2 separate regions of the Macaca mulatta genome follow, and region 1 is linked to region 2. The links are chromatin contacts, called in public Hi-C maps. All regions are on one chromosome and are shown on one strand. The core of a region is the stretch at or near the end of the contact, and the rest is flanking DNA. Distances in the headings are between cores, read along the strand shown. Region 1 overlaps MXI1 (MAX interactor 1, dimerization protein). Region 2 overlaps XPNPEP1 (X-prolyl aminopeptidase 1).

Region 1 (4,437 bases), core at 967-3,466, 340 kb after region 2:
CCACAGACACAGTCCCCCAGTTGCCCTGGGGTGCCACCGCCGCCCCCCCAAAGAAAGAGGCCGGCGGGGCCAAGCAACGCCAGCAGCTCGCCCCGGACACGCCGTCCTGAGCCCGGGAAACTTGGCCGTGGGGACGCGGCTAGAAGGAAACTTTGGGATCTTGGAGAAACAATAGTTGGGGAACAAGGTGTGGGCTGTTGTGTGCTTTTTCTTTATTTTCCGGGAGACGGCTCCTGAGTGAGCGCGCAGGGCAAGCAAGGCAAACGCCTTCCTGGTCGATTTCTACCTCCCCCCCCAACCCGCCCACCCCCAGATTCACGTGGAGAATAGTGCGTGGGTGGGGGTGTGCTGGGAACCCCACCGTGGCCTGGCCTCTTTTTTTGTATTTATTTGTTTCATTTTTGCCACTACCAGCCAGGTCCCCCAGCTTTCCCCAGGCAGTCGACTCAGCGCCCTAACGGGGGCACGCGTGTGCAGCGTATCCAGCACGGTCCTCAGAATAATAGCTGTGAAAAGGAGGAAGGGAACTAGGCAGACAGACCGACAGACAGGAGGAAACCGGGATGTTTAATGTGTCCGAACAAGTAGGAAGATCAGTGAAGTGCGAGTGTGTGTGTGTGTGTGTGTGTGTGTGTGTGTGTGAGAGAGAGAGAGAGAGAGAGAGAGAGAAAGAAAGAAAGAAAGAAGGTCCCGATTGCAACGTGTCAGATCTTGCAACCTTCCCCCCACCCAACACAACAACCCTCAGACACAAAAACACCATTGCTGACCGACACCCCAGGTCTTTAGTGTTAAAGTAACCGTGTGTTGGCAGCGCAATTATGCAGACGCTGTAAGGCCAAAACAAGGATTTGTGTTGCGAGGTCGGTGGTGCGTTCTTTTCTTTCTCTTCTCGCCTGTTTTCCCGGAGTGCTTGGGTTGCGAGAGAGGCGCATCGCAGGCTATGCAGCCGAATCGCTTCGCAATTATTCATGCTGGGGGGGGGGGGGGGGGGGGCGGAGGGTGGGGGGAAGCTATGTGTGCATTTGTCTGGAGGGTAGTTTCTGAAAAGCCAGAGCTGGTGGGGAGCTGGGTGAAGACGTGGTTTTGTTTGGTGTGTTTGCTTTTGTTGCAGGGGGGAGGGGCGCGATTTCTTTAGCTACCCCTATCCCCGGCTCCCAGTTCTCTGGAGTCTGTCCCGTGGCTTTGACTCTAACTAGGGGTACACCCCATGAGGGCACCTTGGCAGTGTGTGGCGAAGCTGGCTTGTCCCTCCACCCCAGCCCCCCACCCCCGCCCGCCAGCGAGGTGTATGGAGGAGGCGGTCGGAGCTTCCTCAGCGTCCCGCCCCCACTTCGCACCCGCTCCGCAGACAATCGGAGACCTCCCCCCGCCCCACCCCGCCGCCCTGGCCGCCGCCACCTCGTTGTTTACCCCGTGCCGGGGCTCCGGCGTGGCCACCAGTCACGTAAGCAGAGAGCCAGGCGCGCTGGGCTCGGGCTGCCCCGCGCGGGGCGGGCCCGTGGCGGCGTAACCGGGCTCCAGAGGCTGGTGAAGCCGAGGGGCTTCCTCCCAGCCCATCTCCCGAAGCGTCCGCCCTGCAAATCTGCCGGCCCCCGAGAGGGGTTTGGAACCTTAGCGCCCTAGTCTAAGTCAACTTCGTGTGCGTAATAAGTCCCTCGGCCCCGCAGCCCCCCTCCTCCGGCCGGCTCCCGGAGGGAGTATTTTTAGCTCTCTCGCCTCTTTTCGCCGCTGCTGTTTGGCTCTAAATGACGTGATGCCAACGGCCCCCAGATTTCCCCGAGAGCTTGGGGCGCTGCGCTGTGCCCACTTTGGCTGCAGAGACCCTGCTTCAGGCTCTCGCCCGTCTCCAACAGCTCGGACAGGCTGGGGTGACCTCCGGCAAACTCCGTGCGACCACCCGCCAGGCCCTCCGTTGTTCCCCTCGCAAAGAGAGGCGGCCCACGGGGGCCACTTTATCCCACCCACCCCCTCTCCTCCCCTCCTTCTGCCCGGTCTAGGTCTCTGGGTACGGAAAACGGCGGGCCCTACATCTGCCTCGTTTTATGGGGGGCGCTTCTTCGCGCTGGCGGCGCTCGTCGTTGTTTTCTGCTCGCTGCACACAATGCCCGCGCGTCACGGCAATCCGCGTGTGCACAGCAATAACGCGAGTTGGGGGGCGGGTCGTGCGTGCGCCCGGCTCGGGCACTGCGGGTCGTTCTGCGCGCGCGGGGCTTGTTTTGCTCCAGAGCTCTGCTTTCCGAAACGCTTACATCATTCAGTCGTTGGGGGAGGGAGAGGGATCTGGGCGTTCCGATAGGATTCCAGCATCTACCGGGTCCCTGGTTTCTGGAAGGCAGCAAGGACCCTAGCTTTTTAGTTATTATTATTGGGGGTGGGGTGAGGTAGTTTGTTGTGTACTTTTTTTTTTTTTTAGGTCACTACTGCAAAAGGGCATCGCTGGCCGACTCAGGTGCACAACCTCCCCGCCTTCATTTCAGCGAGTTCCCCTATAATCACTTGATCTCGGTTTCTCCGCCTTCTCCTCCTCCCCCTCCCGGCTAGAGACACATGGTTTCCACATGGAGACAAACTTCTTTCCTCCGACTGGACTTGACCTAGCTGCGTCATTCAGCCAATCGGCAGCTCCAGCCTCTTCTGACGTCACGCGTTGCTGAGGCCGGAGGCTGCGGGGGTGGAGCCAGGATGCAAGCCAGGAAATCTCCCGGAGCTGTAGTGAGGCCAGCTGGTCCAGTCTCTTCTTAAAGGGACGCTTTTCTCTCCGGAGATGAGTGTCGGGCCCCGATTCTCCATTTCGGGTTCGGTGAGACCTTTCTGAGATGCACGGTGGACCCTGGTCACGAGTTAACACGTTCCATTTTTACTGCTGTTTGCGAAGTACTTACTTGGCAGGAGCTTGCCTTATTTTCCATCGTAGCCAGAACTGCTTTTCTTTCCCTTGTTGAGGTTTCCGTACTGGTAGTGTTCACCAAGTTGTGGCCACATTGCTGAATTATTTCTAGTGGAGAGGTTGAGTTTTCTTGGAGGAGGGGTTCAAATTAAGTCACCCGTTGTTGACTGTTTGCTGTGTGCAAGGCAAGGGGATTCCCTAGGAAAGGCAGGTACATTCTCCCAAAATTCCAACTGATGTGAATCTCTACGGATCACAAATTGAAGGCCTCCAGAAATATTAATCAAGAAGGCTGTGACCCTGTTACCATAAATTCAGAAATTATATGTAAATAATCTCTGACATCACCTATACGCATTTTGAGTCCAGTGGAAGGGTGGGAATTAAGGACTGACTCATAAGTAGAAAAAGATTTTGGAAAAGGTTAAAACTAAAAGAGAAGAAGAGATCCATAAAGGGATGTTATGTGCATAAGAGCTGACTGGCAGGTAAGTGAAAGAAGCTGTGAGAGCAGGTAAGGTCTGGAGGAGAGAAATGGGCTTCCTAGTGTCTGGGGGAGGTTGCTTTGGAGGCAACACTTAAGATAGGGAAGGGCGATCAGATGAGAGTAGAAAACCATAAGGCTCCTTGGAGTGGATCACCTGGGTTTGAGGGTGGGGTGCTTTCCTAGGGGCATGGAGAGCCCAAGAAGCAGCCTCTTCCTCCTGGCAGGGGAAGCTGCTGTTGTGTGGTGTCATTTGGCCCCACCCTGCCTTCCTGACTTCATCTCCTTTGCCTTGCCCTGAAACCTCTGTGTCTGTCCGGCAGATCCACCAGCAAGCAGGCTTCACAGTCGAACCTCTGTGCTCGACTTAGACTCTTCTACTGTCTAGAATGCCTTGATTCTCTTATTCCCCTAGGGATATCTGTATCCTACCTTCTCTTCAAGACTTAGGGCAGTTCCCACCTCCTCCAGGAAGCTGCCCCTAGGTATTTCAGCCCATTTGGCTCTATTTCTTAAGTCATTGTACTTGAGAGAATGAAACCTTTGCAGTCACATGGAGCAGGGCCCAGCTTGCTACTCTACTGCTTACTGGCTTTGTGACTTTGTACACAACTTACTTAGCCTGAGGTTCCATTTCCTTTTTGCAAAATGGGGATAACAATAGTATGACCCTCATATCATTGTCAAACAACTAAATGAGGCACTGCACTTAAATATTTAACGTACCTGAAATATAATAGGTGCTCAATAAATAGCACCTTCTCTGAGCTTTGATAATCAGTACCATGCACTTCTCTACTTGCTTCCTGTGTGTTAGCTTTATCTTTACAAGGACATTATTAGTAACTTAAGAGAAAAGATCACTTACAGTATTCAGTGTATGTTACCCATTGCATATAGCACACCACTGGGCATACAGTAGTAGATCCTTAACGTAAAGTTTTTGATTGGTTAGATTTGTCATTTACTAGCTATGGCACAAGGATCAGGTTTGGAGGCCAGGGAACACATGACAGCCTTTCTGAGATTTGGAGAAGAGTCAGAAATACTGTTCTCCAACTCC
Region 2 (4,380 bases), core at 1,080-3,579:
TAAATAATGTGTACCACCTAAAATAATCTCTCATGCCACGCTCTGGAAAACACAAGACTCAACAAGCAATAAGGGCCCTCAGGCTCTTGATATGGCTCCAGCTCTAAGGCCTCATCCAGGGAGACCACAGTTCTGATCCAACAGGCAGCCTCAGAAGTCTGCCTCTGCTCCAAAGACAATACCAGAACTGGGAAGGGGGTGGCAGAGTTTAGATGGACCAAAGTGGGGTCACCAACCTTGGGGATGGCCTCGCTCACAGCATAGCTGGCCTTGTCGCTGACCCACACCTTCTCCCTTGGGGAGAGATCAGCACACAGGGCCTTGAGTTCGCTCAGGATGGACTTGTAGGGATGCACCTGGATCCTGTATTCGGCCTCCAGACCCAAGTCAAGAAGCAGGTGCTCCTTCACACTGGGGGCGTCTATGCGGTCACCATCAATGAAGAGCCTGCAGATGGAGGACAAGTGGGTGGCAGCAAAAGGAGGCAACATGAGTGAGAGGGTGGCAACACAGACACACATACACATCAGGCTCTGTTTCCTGGCAACCAAAACCAAGCCCCTTTTCTCTCCTCCCCACTCCTTTCCCAAATCCTGCCCTCCAAGCTGCATTCCCTGTCCCTGTTTATGTTGTCATCATCCACCCAATTCGCCAAGCCAGAAATCTGGGCAGTGTCCTTCATTGATGACCCTCTTCCCGTCCTTCATTAAGACCTTGGGACCCACAGCCTAAATCTCCATCTAATCTGTCCAGCTCAACTACAGCCTCGCCCAGTCACCACTCAGGTTCAGGTCCCACCATCTCCCACTTGGGTTAGTGCCACAGCCTCTAAGTCTTTCCCCGTCTGCCGATGTTTCAGTCATAATATTCTTTACAAGTTGTACGTCTAACACGTGGTTCCCTCTGAAAAATTCTTTCAGCAGCTTCCCACTATTCTTGTTCAGAACAAGAACCCAAGCTCCTGAATGCGGCCCACAAGGCCTTTCTTTTCTGCGGCCCCTGCTCACATTCTGTCCTCATTATGTTCTGACCTCACTGAACCACTTCAGGTCCTCCACATGCACCGTGCTCTCTACTGCCCAGAGTCTCTGCAAATGCTCTTCCCTCTGCTTGGATCACGGTTCCCCGCTCCTCCTCACCCTGCCATTCACCTGACTCACCCACATTTATCCTTACTCTCTGCTTCAATATTACTTTCCCCAAGAATCTCCTCTGATCTCCAAGTCTAGGTCAGGCCCCTCTCATAACACCTGCATCCTTCCCACAAGCAGACTGGTGCCCACTTAGGTGCCCAAATACTTTAGAAAGAGGACATGCTCATCTCCCTGACTCCAACCCAGGACCCCGTCCTGTTTCAGTCACCCTAGCACCTAACAGAGACCCTAAGCACATCACTGGCACTTAATAAATGTGTTGTCTTAATACAAAAAGCTATTTAACTAGAACAGTAATGAAAAAAAAGGCTATAAGAAATGCTTTGAAAAAATAAACTGACAATTCAACAAAGCGTAGCTGGAGGGGTTTTCCCATATTATTTTTGACCTTCAAAATGACTGGGTTTATTTGCATTGTGGACCCAGAATTGTACAGTTGAACATATATACCCCTTTACACTGGCTGCTAGAAAACTTGCCAAAGAATGTGTGGCCTGAACAAGACCTTGCAGCAAAAATGTGGTGAACTAACCTCACTCCACCTTGGTCCTAACGTCCTCACCTAATTGTTTTTCAGTCTCACAGTACTACAGACACTTTCATGCGTTTCAAATCATTTTGGGGGCTCAAAGAGAGGCAGGATATAAATAAACACCTACTGCTAAGGAAGACAAGAAGGGAAAATGTTAAAAGGGCAAGAAAAAAGCAGCACGTCAGTGAACTAGCAGGCAGTGATGGGTGGGCCAGGACCAGAAAGGGCACACCAGGGCTCTGAGGAGCTGTGGAAGGGAGTTCCAGATGCAGGGCAAACACTCACATGATCGTCTCTAGTCCTATGATTGCGTAGGAGAAAAATACTGGATTGTGCTCCACATCTGATCCTCGGAGATTAAATAGCCCTAGAAAAGAAATCAAAGTCCCTGTCACCTGTCTGACTTAAGATTTTAAGGGGTCGCTTGTAGGGGGAGGGAAGAGCTTCAGCTTGGAGTCCAGCTGCTGTGGAAGGATTCAGTGGAATCGCACAGAAAGGCTGGGAGCCTGACTCCTGTTTGGTTCCACCTCTGAACTGCAATTGCTCATGTCCACCACGTGAGGGCACCAGAGCTGTTTCTCATGCTTCCACATCACTGCCGGGAGAAGGGAATAAAAGCTATTAGTCAAAATCCTGAGAACTGCCCCCACAAGCAGTTGAAATGCAATCCGCCTAGTGGCGACCTGCCAGGCCTGGCCTTGAAGCCGACAAACCTCTAGCACTCCCAAATAAAAGGGAAGGAGACGAGCCCTCTCTCCCTTCTGAGGCAGATGACCTAGGGTAGAAAAACTGAGGCCCTCACACAAGGGAAGCCAGGCAAGCCTCCTCTGTAAGGGTCAGTGAGCCCCATGGAGACGGAGCTTCCTGTCAGAGGTGGAAAGAAAAGCAGTGAGTCAGCGAGGCTGCAGCTCGCGAATGAAATCAGAGCCTGCAGCCCACCCATGGGTCTGCCCCGGCACCACCACTGGGTGGAGGACCTGCGGACAGCCAGTGGCAGTGATGTTGCTGAACGTCTGAGAACTAGAGAGACCAGGAGAGAGCACAGTTCTGGTCCCACGACTTCCAGCTTCCATCACTTGTTCTCATGAGGATCAGAGCAAAAAAAGGCCTGGGCATTAAACGTACAACCTCTATTTTAAAATAACGGCTTCTCAAAATAAAGTGATGAGGCAACATTTTTTACCTATCATACTAGCACTTCTTAAAAAATGACAGTACCTGGGGTTAGGGTGTGGCAAGATGGACAAATTCAAATACCAAGGTGCAAACTTTCTGGCAGGCAAAGGGCAAAATGGGTCAAAAGCCCTAAAAGCCAACCAGAAATAGGAAGAAAATTATCAAACACTAAGACATAGATTCATGAACCAAGATTTTCATGGTAGCATCGTAATAAATTATGGGATTACTGCAAATAACCCAAAGGTCATCCTTAGGGAAACAGTTAAATAAACTATGGTATAACCACATGATGGAATATTTAATACTCACTTAAAATTATGCTTATATATGCTTATAGTATACTGATACAGTGAAAAAAATCGGGCCATAAAATGATATATGCATAGAATATTGACACTGATTATCTCTAAGTAGCAGAATTTATAGGTGATTTTTTTCTTCTTCTTTTTACTTCCTCTGCACTTTCCAAGTCTTCTATCATGGGATTGTGTTTTTGTTACAATCGGGGAGAGAAAAAAGTTTTCCATGTGTTTTTCTCTGACGCTGAGGTCATTAAGTTAATTAAGGATGTAAGTCACTGATACACTTGACAATGTTTTGGGGATGGAAGACGCAGGGACTGAAGAGAGAGGACACTGCAGCAGGGTCTCATTCTCTAGCGAGAAGGCAAAAAGAGAAAGCAGTGCCTCTCCTCAGCTGCCCTGGGTCAAATCGACTCAGAAACCAGAAGACAGGACAGGAAAGTTCAACCAGATTCCATCAGGTTTTAGATGAAAGAAGGTGCTGAACAATTGCATGAAGGTGGGTTAAGGTCTAAAGATTGAGAAACTTGCTATTAAAGGGCTTGGGGAAGAACTTTCGGTTCCTAGTTTTCTGAGGTAGAAACGTTCCCAGAACATTCTCACTATAAAGACCTTAGGAACTACAGGACGAGTGTAAAGAAAGAAGGCTTCTGCTATGATCCCACTTCTACACCTACAGAGAGGCTGACAGACATAAAATATTTGTAGGAAATGCCCTTCCTTAGAGGTGCCATGGTCCTGAGGGACTGGCCAGAGGTGAGCATCACCCAGCTGTAATACTGCTCTGGGCAAGCCTCACTCCCCTCCCCAATTCCCTGTAATTCTTTCTCCTTCATCCTAATTGGCATCTCCTATACCCATTTGGAACATAGTCTTCTGCTTATTCCCTGGCCACTCAGAAAAGTTGAATGGCATGAACACACAGATTCCCAGAGACCCAAAGGAGAGATCGGGTAACATGCCCAAACAGCGAAACCAGAGCACTCACACGCAATCTCATCCAAGGCAGTGACCACAAACCACATGACGTTCCTCTCAGCCATTTTCAACCGAAGGTCTGCAACCTTGTCCTTCCAGGAGATGCCTGCAAGAAACAAATGTGCTTTAACTCCAGCCCTGGTCCCAGAAAGCAGTAGGAACCCAGTGAAAGAACCTACCCCAAACATCAGCACCACTTCTTACAGGGAGCACGCTATATTTACACAGACAGGAG

Evidence for each region. Hi-C and Micro-C count contacts between places; a contact is called where the count stands out from the background.
Region 1: a Hi-C map of fibroblasts shows a contact between it and region 2, with 2.0 times the contacts expected there. The contact joins two enhancer-like sites. A contact is called at or near these places in 4 of 14 Hi-C or Micro-C datasets (blood, fetal cortex germinal zone, fibroblasts and 1 more).

Annotation. Positions count from the first base shown.
Region 1 is chr9:122,378,840-122,383,276 of T2T-MMU8v2.0, forward strand. All of the region lies in intron 1 of MXI1 (MAX interactor 1, dimerization protein), which reads left to right. Among named protein-coding and RNA genes, the nearest start is that of MXI1, 3.3 kb to the left of the region's middle. Within about 2 kb of position 2,217, at least 31 of the 40 cell types and tissues checked have an H3K27ac peak or open chromatin away from gene starts, as enhancers often do.
Region 2 is chr9:122,035,957-122,040,336 of T2T-MMU8v2.0, forward strand. It overlaps XPNPEP1 (X-prolyl aminopeptidase 1), which reads right to left. Exons shown (of 21, transcript NM_001266962.1): 8 at 4,156-4,251; 9 at 1,972-2,053; 10 at 237-447. Among named protein-coding and RNA genes, the nearest start is that of XPNPEP1, 42 kb to the right of the region's middle. Within about 2 kb of position 2,330, at least 14 of the 40 cell types and tissues checked have an H3K27ac peak or open chromatin away from gene starts, as enhancers often do.